Linked DNA regions of Mus musculus: region 1 is linked to region 2. A link is a contact called in public Hi-C data. All regions are on one chromosome and are shown on one strand. Each heading gives the region's core, a stretch centred on a gene start, on an enhancer-like site or on the middle of the called end of the contact. The rest is flanking DNA. Distances are from core to core; before and after follow the strand shown. Region 1 overlaps Rcan2 (regulator of calcineurin 2). Region 2 overlaps Cyp39a1 (cytochrome P450, family 39, subfamily a, polypeptide 1).

Region 1 (5,107 bases), core at 1,574-4,073, 300 kb after region 2:
TCTTCTGCCTTAGAGCTTTGATCTTAAAAAGAAATAAATTAGAAAAAACAAAACAAAACAAAAAAACACCACCATGGTGATAAACTCCACTTAATCCAACTTATTTAACACAACATTAAATGGGTCACAAGATGTCTACAGTGATTTCAAAGGGGGTTACTCCCTTGCTGGATTAAGGTTTACTTTCCATCCAGATTGTCACATAGTATGGTACAAACAGGGGCAGCATGCTGACTGGTCCTTATCAACTAACTTGGACCAGGGGTCTAATACTTACACCAGTCCTATCTGCAATTTCAGCAACCGTAACTCACAGAGTCTCTATGCACTGCAGAGTGACTCCTCTCCCTGCTTCTATTGCTTTTGCTTCCTGTGCACTTAGGAGCCATAATACTCTGTTTTCCTGGACCAGTCACTTCCATGAAAGTTCCTACTGGACACAGTGGGATGCTGATGGGGATGCTGACAGAGGATCTCATAAAGAGCTTCCTGCCTTGTAGACTGAGGAGACCGTTGAGTGAGCAAAGCACTGGCCATGCAAATAGGAGGGCCTGAGTTCAGATATCTGGAGCCCACGGAAAGCCAGAGACGCTAGGGTATGTCCCTAGTCCTACCGTTCCTATGCCAAGATGGAAGCTATAAATGAGGGGATCCCAAGCACTCATGGCCCAGCCCTCTCTCAGATGAGGAACTAAATAAGAACGAATCCCCAAGGCTGTCTTGTGATCTTCACACCTGAGCCTACAGGAACAAGCAAGCATGCACGTGCATGCAAACACACCTGTGCACATCTCTAAAAGGAATAAAACTTTTTTTGACTCTGAATAAAAAGCAGAGTTGATCTGTATTCGTTTGCCAGGATGTATAACAAAGCACCATAATGTGAATGACATCTGTAACAAGACTTGTTGGCATGCATTTCTGGAGGTTCCAAGATCAAGGTGTGTACAGGGCGATACTCTCTCTCTCTCTCTCTCTCTGAATGTGTTAGGGAAGGACCTGTTCCTGCCTCTTTCCTAGCTTCTGGTCATAACCTGGCATTGGACAACATAGACCCGTTCTTCATGTGGCATTTATTCACTCTGTGTGAGTTTCTGTGTGTTTACCCAACCTCATCCTTTTTTCTAAGGCTATGGACTTAATGACCTCATCTTCACGTGGCCATCTCTAAAGAGACCCTATGATCAAGTGCAGTCACATTCACAAGTACTCAAGGTTAGGACTTCAATTCCTTTTAGGGGGACAGTTCAACGAATAACAGTGACTAAGCAGTATGGCCATCCTTCCCAGCATCACTTGGAAGAGCTTTGATACCTACTACATCATCCAGGGTCCCCGTTTTCAATGTCAGCCTCCAACATTCAAGTCTTTAGCTTGCAAGTTTTCTGTTCCGCTCCTGTTCGATTACCAGTGTGTGGACAGAACCACAAATGGCTGACACCCTGTCATGGGGACTAACAATACTCGTTCTAATCATCAAGTAGAGGCTCACATTACAGACCTAGGACAGCAGGCACGATTCCTGGGCAGGGTGGTTTCTAGGTTGTGATCCTTGTAGGAAGGCAAGATTTAAGGAACTCTTAGAGAGAGGTGAGATGGTTCCAAATAATAGCAGCAGATAGGCCGAGTGTAAGAATATAGACACCATGATTAGGCGAGAACTGGTAAGTCACTCTGACAAAGCACACGGAGAGTGGGTGAATTCAGGAAAAGACTGCTGAGAGGTGACACAGAATCTTCTTGACTAGTTCAAGGACATCTGAACTTGGTGAGACTTGGGGAGTTGGTCACCAAGATACAATCTAGAAGATACTACCTTTAGAAGTCCTTTCTCTGTTGAGTCCTGAAGGATGGGCTGTAAGGAGTGAGGTTTCAGGGGAAGATGGAGATGCTAACAGTTATGGAGACAGTACAGGCTGTAGACCCACCTTCTCTTGTACATGGAGATTGTGTTGCTTCTACTGGTCTATGCTGTTAAGGCACAAATGTTGTTTGACTACACTGTGCATTCAGCAATGGGGAAGACCATGGGAGAGGCTCAAGAAATACCTACTGAGGTGAAATGAAGACATATAGATGCCAGGGAGTGACTTGATTGTAAAACAGGGAACCAGAGGCAATTTTTATAAGGACAACATTTAATTGGGACTGGCTTACAGGTTCAGAGGTTCAGTCCATTATCAAGACAGGAGCATGGCAATGTCCAGCCAAGCATGGTGCAGGAGGAGCTGAGAGTTCTATATCTTCATCTGAAGGCTGCTAGAAGAGTGGCTCTTACATGGTTAGGAGGAAGGTCTCTTTGCCCACCCCCACAGTGACATACTTCCTCCAACAAAGCCGCCCCTCCTAATAGTGCCACTCATTGGGCCAAGCATATTCAAACCACCACAAACAACAGCCAAAGGTGGATGTGCAAGAGGGACAATATCTATGAATGTCCTCTAGGCTGCATATGCTCATGTACACATATGCATATCTATATACCTATGTACCCCCAAGCCAAAGAGACAGTGAGAGGGAGAGAGGGGGGCGAGGGAGAGAGAGAGAGAGAGACAGAGACAGAGAGAGAGACACAGAGAGAGGGACAGAGAGAGAGAGACAGAGAGAGAGAGAGAGACAGAGAGACAGAGAGAGAGACAGAGAGAGAGACAGAGAGAGACAGAGAGAGAGAATGAAAGACTCTTGGGATTATGGCCTTAATGATCACCAACCAGTCACTCACTAACCACTGAAGATTCCGGACAAGCAATAATCCATGCCTATTATACCCCAGAGCTGTGGTTGTGTGAATCATACATCTGGAGGAGAATTTAAAGACTATCTCTGCCAAAACATGTTTGACTCAAGATTACTCAGCCATTAGCAGCAAGTCCTGGGATCAAACAGTAACAGGTCTGACTAACTGGCTGTGTTAGTCAGCTCTCTGTCACTGAGACAAGACACCTAAACTAATCAGTCAATGAAGTTGATTTGGGCTTATGGCTTCAGAGCCTTTGGTCCATGCTCACTTGGTGCTGTGAAGCACAGTTGTCAGGAGGGAACCATGTAAAAGTAATTTTTAAATCTGTTTTTTCCTTTTGGTCCTTTAGTCCCCATCAATAACAACTTTAAGACATTTATTATTATTATTATTATTATTATTATTATTATTATTATTATTATTATTTCTAGGCCATAAGCTTTGGCTCATTCCCTGACTAGCTCGTAACTTATTTAGCCCATTTAAACTATTCTATGTCTATGTGGTTAGTTACCTCTTCTTTAGTCCCAGCCCACTTCTTCCTTAGAATCTCCTCAGTATCTGCATGCTGGTTTACGCCCATCTTCTTGGTCTTGAATCTCATCTCTCTTGGCTCTCCCCTGTGTCTCTCTTTCATTTCCTACTATTTTCCAGAATCCCCTCTCTTCCTGCCAGTGCCTCACCCCCTATTTCTGCCTCAGCTCATTAGCCGTCAGCTTATTTATTGACGAGTGATATTGATAAGAGAATCTTTCTACAGAACCATGATGGAGAAGGCAGACCCACTTACCTCATGGAGGTCAGGAAGCAAAAAAGGAGAGAGAAGAGGGCCGGGGTCTGATCATCACCTTCAGGAGCATATCCTCAATGGTCTAACTTCCTTCTGTGATGCTTCAGCTCTTGAATGTTCTCTCATGTCCAAGGGCATGGCAACCTGAGCTTTTGGAGGGCACTGAGGAGCCAGAGCATTACAGTGCTTGCTGTCCTGAGAAAGGTTAAATGGCTTATTTGTGGTTGGCTAGTTGATAGTGGACAGATGGCAGTTGAATATTTGATAGATGTTAGCTAGGACACAATGACAGACAGGCCTTATTCCATCTGATGTCAGATCGCAGGCTTCCCAATGCACCAAAACATGTTTGACCTATTTCCTTTGCAAACCTTACTAAAGCAGCTTTTAAGACTCTTTCCTGAGGGAGAGGAAGGACAAAAGGAACCAGAGGGGTCAAGGACACCACAGGAAAACCCAAAGAATCAACTAACTTAGGCTCACAGGGGCTCAGAGAAACAGAACTGACAACTAGGGAGCCTGCATGAGTCTGACCTAGGTATGTGTTATAGTTGTAAAGCTTGGTCTTCTTGTAGAACTCCTAACAGTGGGAGCAGGGGCTATCTCTGACTCTCTTGATCTTTTTCCTACTACTGAATTGCCTTGTTCAGCCTTAATTCGAGGGGAGGTGTCTAGTCTTATTTGACATGCTCTTTGGTTGATATCCATGGAAGGCCTGCCCTTTTCTGAAGAGAAATGGAGGGGTAGGTGGGGGAAATGCAGGGAGAGAGTGGGGGAGAGGAAACTGTGGTCAGGATGTAATATATGAGAAAATGAATTTAAAAACACCTTCAGCCAGGCTCATGCCTTTAATCCCAGCACTTAGGAAGCATAGGCAGGTTGATCTCTGTGATTGAGGCCAGGCTAGTCTGCAGAGTGAGTTAAAGGACAGCTGGAGCTACACAGAGAGACCCTGTCTCAAAACAGCAACAAAACAAAACAACAACAAACAACAACAAATAGACAAAAAAAAAAAAAACCCCAACCAACCAAACAACAAACCTCTGTCCCTTTTCTCAGCCAATGTCTCTTGCTTTTCAGGAGAGAAATATGAGCTGCACGCTGGAACTGAGTCTACACCGAGCGTCGTGGTGCATGTGTGTGACAGCGACATGGAGGAGGAGGAGGACCCAAAGACTTCCCCAAAGCCAAAAATCATCCAGACCCGGCGTCCCGGCCTGCCACCCTCCGTGTCCAACTGAGCACGTCCATGATAACATGCATCTCCTCTTATCATGCTTCCCGCCCCCCCCCTTGTTGTTTGTCCAAACAATTAATTGCCTTTAAGTCCCTGGGTGTTTGGTTGTTTGCGAATCCTTCCTTGTAATTAAGCCTCTCGGACAAAAGGGCTAGGCAAAGGTGATATGTCTCCCAATCAACTCCTACCCATTAACTACAATCCATCACTTAGAAAGTTCTAGATAGAGGGTAGTATTTTCTTATTAAATAATCAGTACAGCCCATATCTCTGTTCTTTCATGTTGATCCAAGCCAGAGACATCGGTAATGAAGAGCCTTTATGTTGTTTGTGAGCTGCT
Region 2 (4,881 bases), core at 1,215-3,714:
GGAAGTTCCAGTGTCCTGGAAGGTTAGTGTCCCAGCTGAACGGCGTCGGTGCAGACGATGTGGAAGAGACAGATGCTCAGGGGACACTCACCATCCATCCCTTTATTATCCAATTACAGGGAAACCCAGGAGGGCACAGTTTGTTCATTTGGTCAGTGCTGGCATGGGATGTCTTTGTGGGAGTGTCTGTGGTGACTTCTCATGAGAAGACACTATACTTGCTAGTGCCAGAGGATATTGGGGCTTCCATGGTTCACACATGGGCAGTCTGAAGCACTGCCCACCTGCCTGTGGGCATATATGTCATCGAAGGGGTATGTGATGCACGCGTGCAGGTGCCTATGTATGTGTGTGTATGTGGAAGGAGGATGCCAGCTTAGGTGTAGTCTCTTAGGAACTTCTCATATTTTCTTTGGATCTTTCACTGGTCTGCAACTGGCCAAGCAGCTTATGCTGGCAGCCCAGTGAGCTCCAGGGCTCTGTCCATGCCCGCCTCCTCAGCACCAGGATTAAAGGTGCATATTATATACCAGATACCCATTTATATACTGTATATATGCTATCTGCTCATTTATATAGGATAAATGCGTGCCACCTGTTTCACGGGGAGAGTTTAAACAGTGCACCAGCACCAGCAAAACTCATCTCTTCCATATCCCATTATTTCCATATTAGAAAACAAGTTCACTAGAGAGAGAAAGATTTATGTTACTTTCAAATTTACATCTATGAGTGTCTGTGTGCGCATCTGTGCATGTGTAGGTAGGTGCCCACAGAGGCCAGAAGAAGGCATCGGAGCCTACAGAACTGGTGTTATCAGTAGATGTGACCTGGTGATGTGGGTGCTTGAACTTGTGTCCTTTGCAAGAGCAGTGTGTTCTCTTGGCTGCTAAGCCATCTTCTCCGGCCCCCCAAAAAGCAGTTCCTAAACAAATGGAGACGTTCACCATCTTTCTCATGCTGTAAGTGCATCCTCGGTGCAGTGCTTCTGAAAGCAGGACATGCAAGTCTCTTACATAAACAGATACTCAATAGTGACCTCTTAGAGTCATCATCTTTGGCTCTGAGCATGATAATTAAAACCAAGGACTGCAGCATTGACATGGAAGCATGAGGCATGGGGCAGTGGTGGACAATTTCCTGATGAGTATTATTTTCAAGAAGAACAATCGTCACTCTCCCTGATAGCTTTTAAGGCTGAGAGACATCTTTCAGTATGAAGGTAATGGGTACCATAAAGGACCCTGAAACTGTAACTCAATCATTAGTGCCGTATTTGAACAAAAACTGTACTTTCAGAATCTATTGAGTTCTTCCTGTATGTAGAGCAGTGTCCTGTGTACCTCAGAGGATTTGGATATGAGAGAACCATATCCCCAACTGCCATGAGGTGAACACCTTGTGTTGACAAGGAAGACATGGGATTCATACATTGCCTCAAGGAATGGAGAATAACAATGTCTGACATGCTACTGAAGCTTCAAGATAGTTGGTGTAACTGGTTAGGAGCATCTTGCTGATCTCACAGGAAAAGTGTCCTTTGAAGGAAACAGAACTTTTCATAGGCTAAGAAAGCCAAATGAGCAAAAGTGATACTGGTACAGAGAAGCTCTGAGCTGATGGTCTTACTGATGTTGGGGCTGGATTGGATCAGGATGGGTTAAGGGAAAAGGTTGGCTGTGAAGATTGGCTTGGTGAATTGGCTTATCTTGGTTGTCAGCATGACACATCTGGGATGCTGATCAATATGGGAAGGCCCAGCCCGCTGTTGGCTGTGCTCTCCCTAGGCAGATGGGTCTGGGCTGTCTAAGAAAGGTAGCTGAATAAGCCATGGGGAGCAAGTCATTAAGCACTAGTTCTTTATGGTCTCTGCTCCCAGGCTCCATGCCTTGACACCCATCCCTCAGTGACCAACTGTAATCTGTAGGATGAAGTAAGCTCTTTCCCAAGTTGCCTCTGGAAATCAAAATTAGGATGCTTTGAATATACATGGCTGTCATAGACGGTGAACCTAGCTAAAGTAGGCACAGGAGGGAGTTTGGAGGCAATATATTAACCATTCCTTTGGGAATTCTGAGTATGAAATGTGGCAAAACACCATATAACCAGACTTTATAGGTTGAATACATATGTTGACTATGCTTCCCCTGTTTTTAAAAATCTCATTAAGTCTAGTTTTCTACTAAGTTTCTGTTTCAAAATATCTTTTCCCCTCCATGTCCCTTATTTTAATCCAGCAACTCACGAAACATTTTGTTTTTTAAATTGTTCAGGCAAGCAAATGACTTCATTTGGGCAACAGTACACCAAGAGAGCTTTCTCCTAGAAATTTAATCCTATGAATCCTTCGTATAAACACCAGCAAATGACACCCATTCCTAATTGGTATAGCAGGGGCCAACTTATTTTCTCATGCCCAAAACACTCAGTGAGTCAAAGAAAGTTGCCTCCAGTGTAGCTGACCGTCGCAGTTCATCATAAACACATACTTGCATGGTGTTGCAGCTGCTGTTTTCTGGAGTATATGCCATTGTGGGGGGGGGGGGAGGGGCGTCCCAAGAGAGTAACAGACATTTCTGGGTAAACAGAAAATTTTGCTGATATATTTGGTACAGCCACAAAATAACTAACAGGCACAATGACAGAGCTGCAGCACCTCTTTGAAAAATTCTAAAGGGATTTGCAGAGGAACCCTTTCTAGGCACTGCCCCATAGCATCATAGGAAGAGGAGAAAGGAAGGGTCTATCATATAGCCAGTCTCTACAGGTTGAATACAAATGTTGACTCTGTCAGACTTAATTTTTTAAAAAAAATCACTACCTTTAAAAATATCACCAATTAAAATGTTCACTTAATTCTATTACTAATAAAGTTCCAGGCTTCCATACATGAACAAGGAAGAGGAAGCAGTGTGAGCTATCAGACTGCTTCATAAATACTAAGATCCAAAATGGAGAGCCCTATCATAGCACACAGGCTCATCTTGAGCTAGGAGATTCAAGTGAAGGAGAAGGATGGGATTTCTTGTTGAGAATTGTTCTTGCATGGGGCTCTCTGGGAGCTGGTGATCTTACAAGGGAACATGCTTTCTCTATTTGCTGGCTTTACCTGGTGCTCACATTTACAAGAGTATATCTTCTTGGCTGTACAAAATACATGGATTAAATTCCAGGGTAAATCCAGGGCTGGAATATTAGCTGAGAGCTTAAGAGTTTTTCCTATTCTTGCAGAGGCCATAGGTTCAGTTCCCAACACCCACCACAGGTGGTTTGCAATTGCCCATAACCGAGTTTTCTGGGATCTGGGCCTCCCAGAGCACCTGCCTCTATGGGGCTCATGTAAACTCACGAAGATACACACATACACACACACACACACACACACACACACACACATAAATAAATGCTTTTAAAGATGCTGATCTTCAACAAGATTGATACTGATCTGTAGCAGCAAGAAAGAAATACTTGGATAAAATGGTGTGATAATAGCAAAACTTCAGTATTTGGAAAAAAATATATGAATTTATCTTTCAAAAATGGGAACTGTTGTACTTTTAGGGGTATAGTTTTTTTTAACTTTTGATTTTTTAAAAAAAATTTTTAGCTACCTTGTGTGTGGGTTCTTTGTGGGTTCTTCTTTTATCTGTCTCCTAACAATATCTTCTCTGGCCCAGCTCAGCTTCTCTTGGCTCAGCTGCCACCACTGTTTTCTCAGTCTACTAACCCTTCACTTTCTATTGTCTTTTATTTTCACTCTGCTCCATCTCCTCTCCTCTCCTCTCCTCTCCTCTCCTCTCCTCTCCTCTCCTCTCCTCTCCTCTCCTCTCCTCTCCTCTCCTCTCCTCTCTTCTCTCTTCTCTCTTCTCTGTCCCTTCTCCTCTCTCTCCATACTCCCCACTCCCCTTTCCCCCTCTCTCCCCTCTCCTCACAGACAAAACCTCTTCCTCCATATAATTGTCTGTGTCCTAACTTAGATCACTTAGCTTAAACACTGCAGAGTTAAAGATAAAAAAAATGTTCTGGAATAGTTTATTGTGGTTGGAGAGATTAGATGTGACAAGATACAAAGATAGGCCTGGTCTTTTCCAGGCTCAAACTTGCTATGCCAGCTTGATCATCTGAGTTCTAAGAATTCCTAATTCCTAGAACCCATGTACAGGTGGAAGGGCAGGACTGGCTACCAAAGATTGTGTGTGCTCTTCACATGCTTCTGTCTTCCTATGTGCATATGTGCACACACACAAACATTTAATAAGACACTAGCCCTACTTAAAGGAAGATGGCACATAGTAAACAACAGAGGACTTACATGTAAAATAACTTCTATATCAGTGTGAAGTTAGAAAAGGCTTTTTTAATCAATAAAAATTTCAATGGCTCTGTCTTCCTGTCAATCTAAAAAGCAATTAAAAAAATTAAAAAAACACCCACAGGAGTTCAACATACCTGTATGCTAGTATCAAAGTTATTATATATTTGGGATTTATTAAGCTTTAAGCTCATTTTTTCTATATATTTATAATGTACATAATATAGTTTTATGGTTATATATTAGTCAGTAAATTATTTTTTTATAATATTGCATTTGAGAAGGGTCATGAATAGCTTTTACCCTTTAATGCATAGAAATGGCACATTGCTTTTGAAGAATGAGCAAATTCAAATCCCCATGGATTTAATGGACAATGATGAAATTACGTGTTATTTTGAGTGATGTGTTCTGGAAATAAAAGTGTCCCTTAAATTCCATTAGGTAAATAGGATAAAATGAAAGCATTCACTCATATATAATTTTTAACATTTCCCTAACATTTAGAAATGCATTCTAATATTTTTGCAGAATATGTGCATATCTGCTAGGGTCTGTAAAAGTGCATT

What was found. Hi-C and Micro-C count contacts between places; a contact is called where the count stands out from the background.
Region 1: a Hi-C map of muscle stem cells shows a contact between it and region 2, with 2.1 times the contacts expected there. The contact joins two enhancer-like sites. A contact is called at or near these places in 1 of 15 datasets of contacts at CTCF or cohesin (the NIH/3T3 cell line) and 2 of 484 Hi-C or Micro-C datasets (embryonic fibroblasts and muscle stem cells).

What each region holds. Positions count from the first base shown.
Region 1 is chr17:44,032,363-44,037,469 of GRCm38.p6, forward strand. Rcan2 (regulator of calcineurin 2) reads left to right here. Exons shown (of 5, transcript NM_207649.1): 5 at 4,611-5,107. The coding sequence ends at 4,771. Among named protein-coding and RNA genes, the nearest start is that of Gm34857, 8.8 kb to the right of the region's middle. Within about 2 kb of position 2,824, at least 18 of the 459 cell types and tissues checked have an H3K27ac peak or open chromatin away from gene starts, as enhancers often do. A contact at or near this core is called in muscle stem cells, where this site is marked.
Region 2 is chr17:43,731,992-43,736,872 of GRCm38.p6, forward strand. Cyp39a1 (cytochrome P450, family 39, subfamily a, polypeptide 1) reads left to right here. Exons shown (of 12, transcript NM_018887.4): 10 at 1-22. The region is part of intron 2 of Gm41581 (a long non-coding RNA gene); the gene reads right to left. Among named protein-coding and RNA genes, the nearest start is that of Gm41581, 10 kb to the right of the region's middle. Within about 2 kb of position 2,465, at least 7 of the 459 cell types and tissues checked have an H3K27ac peak or open chromatin away from gene starts, as enhancers often do. A contact at or near this core is called in muscle stem cells, where this site is marked.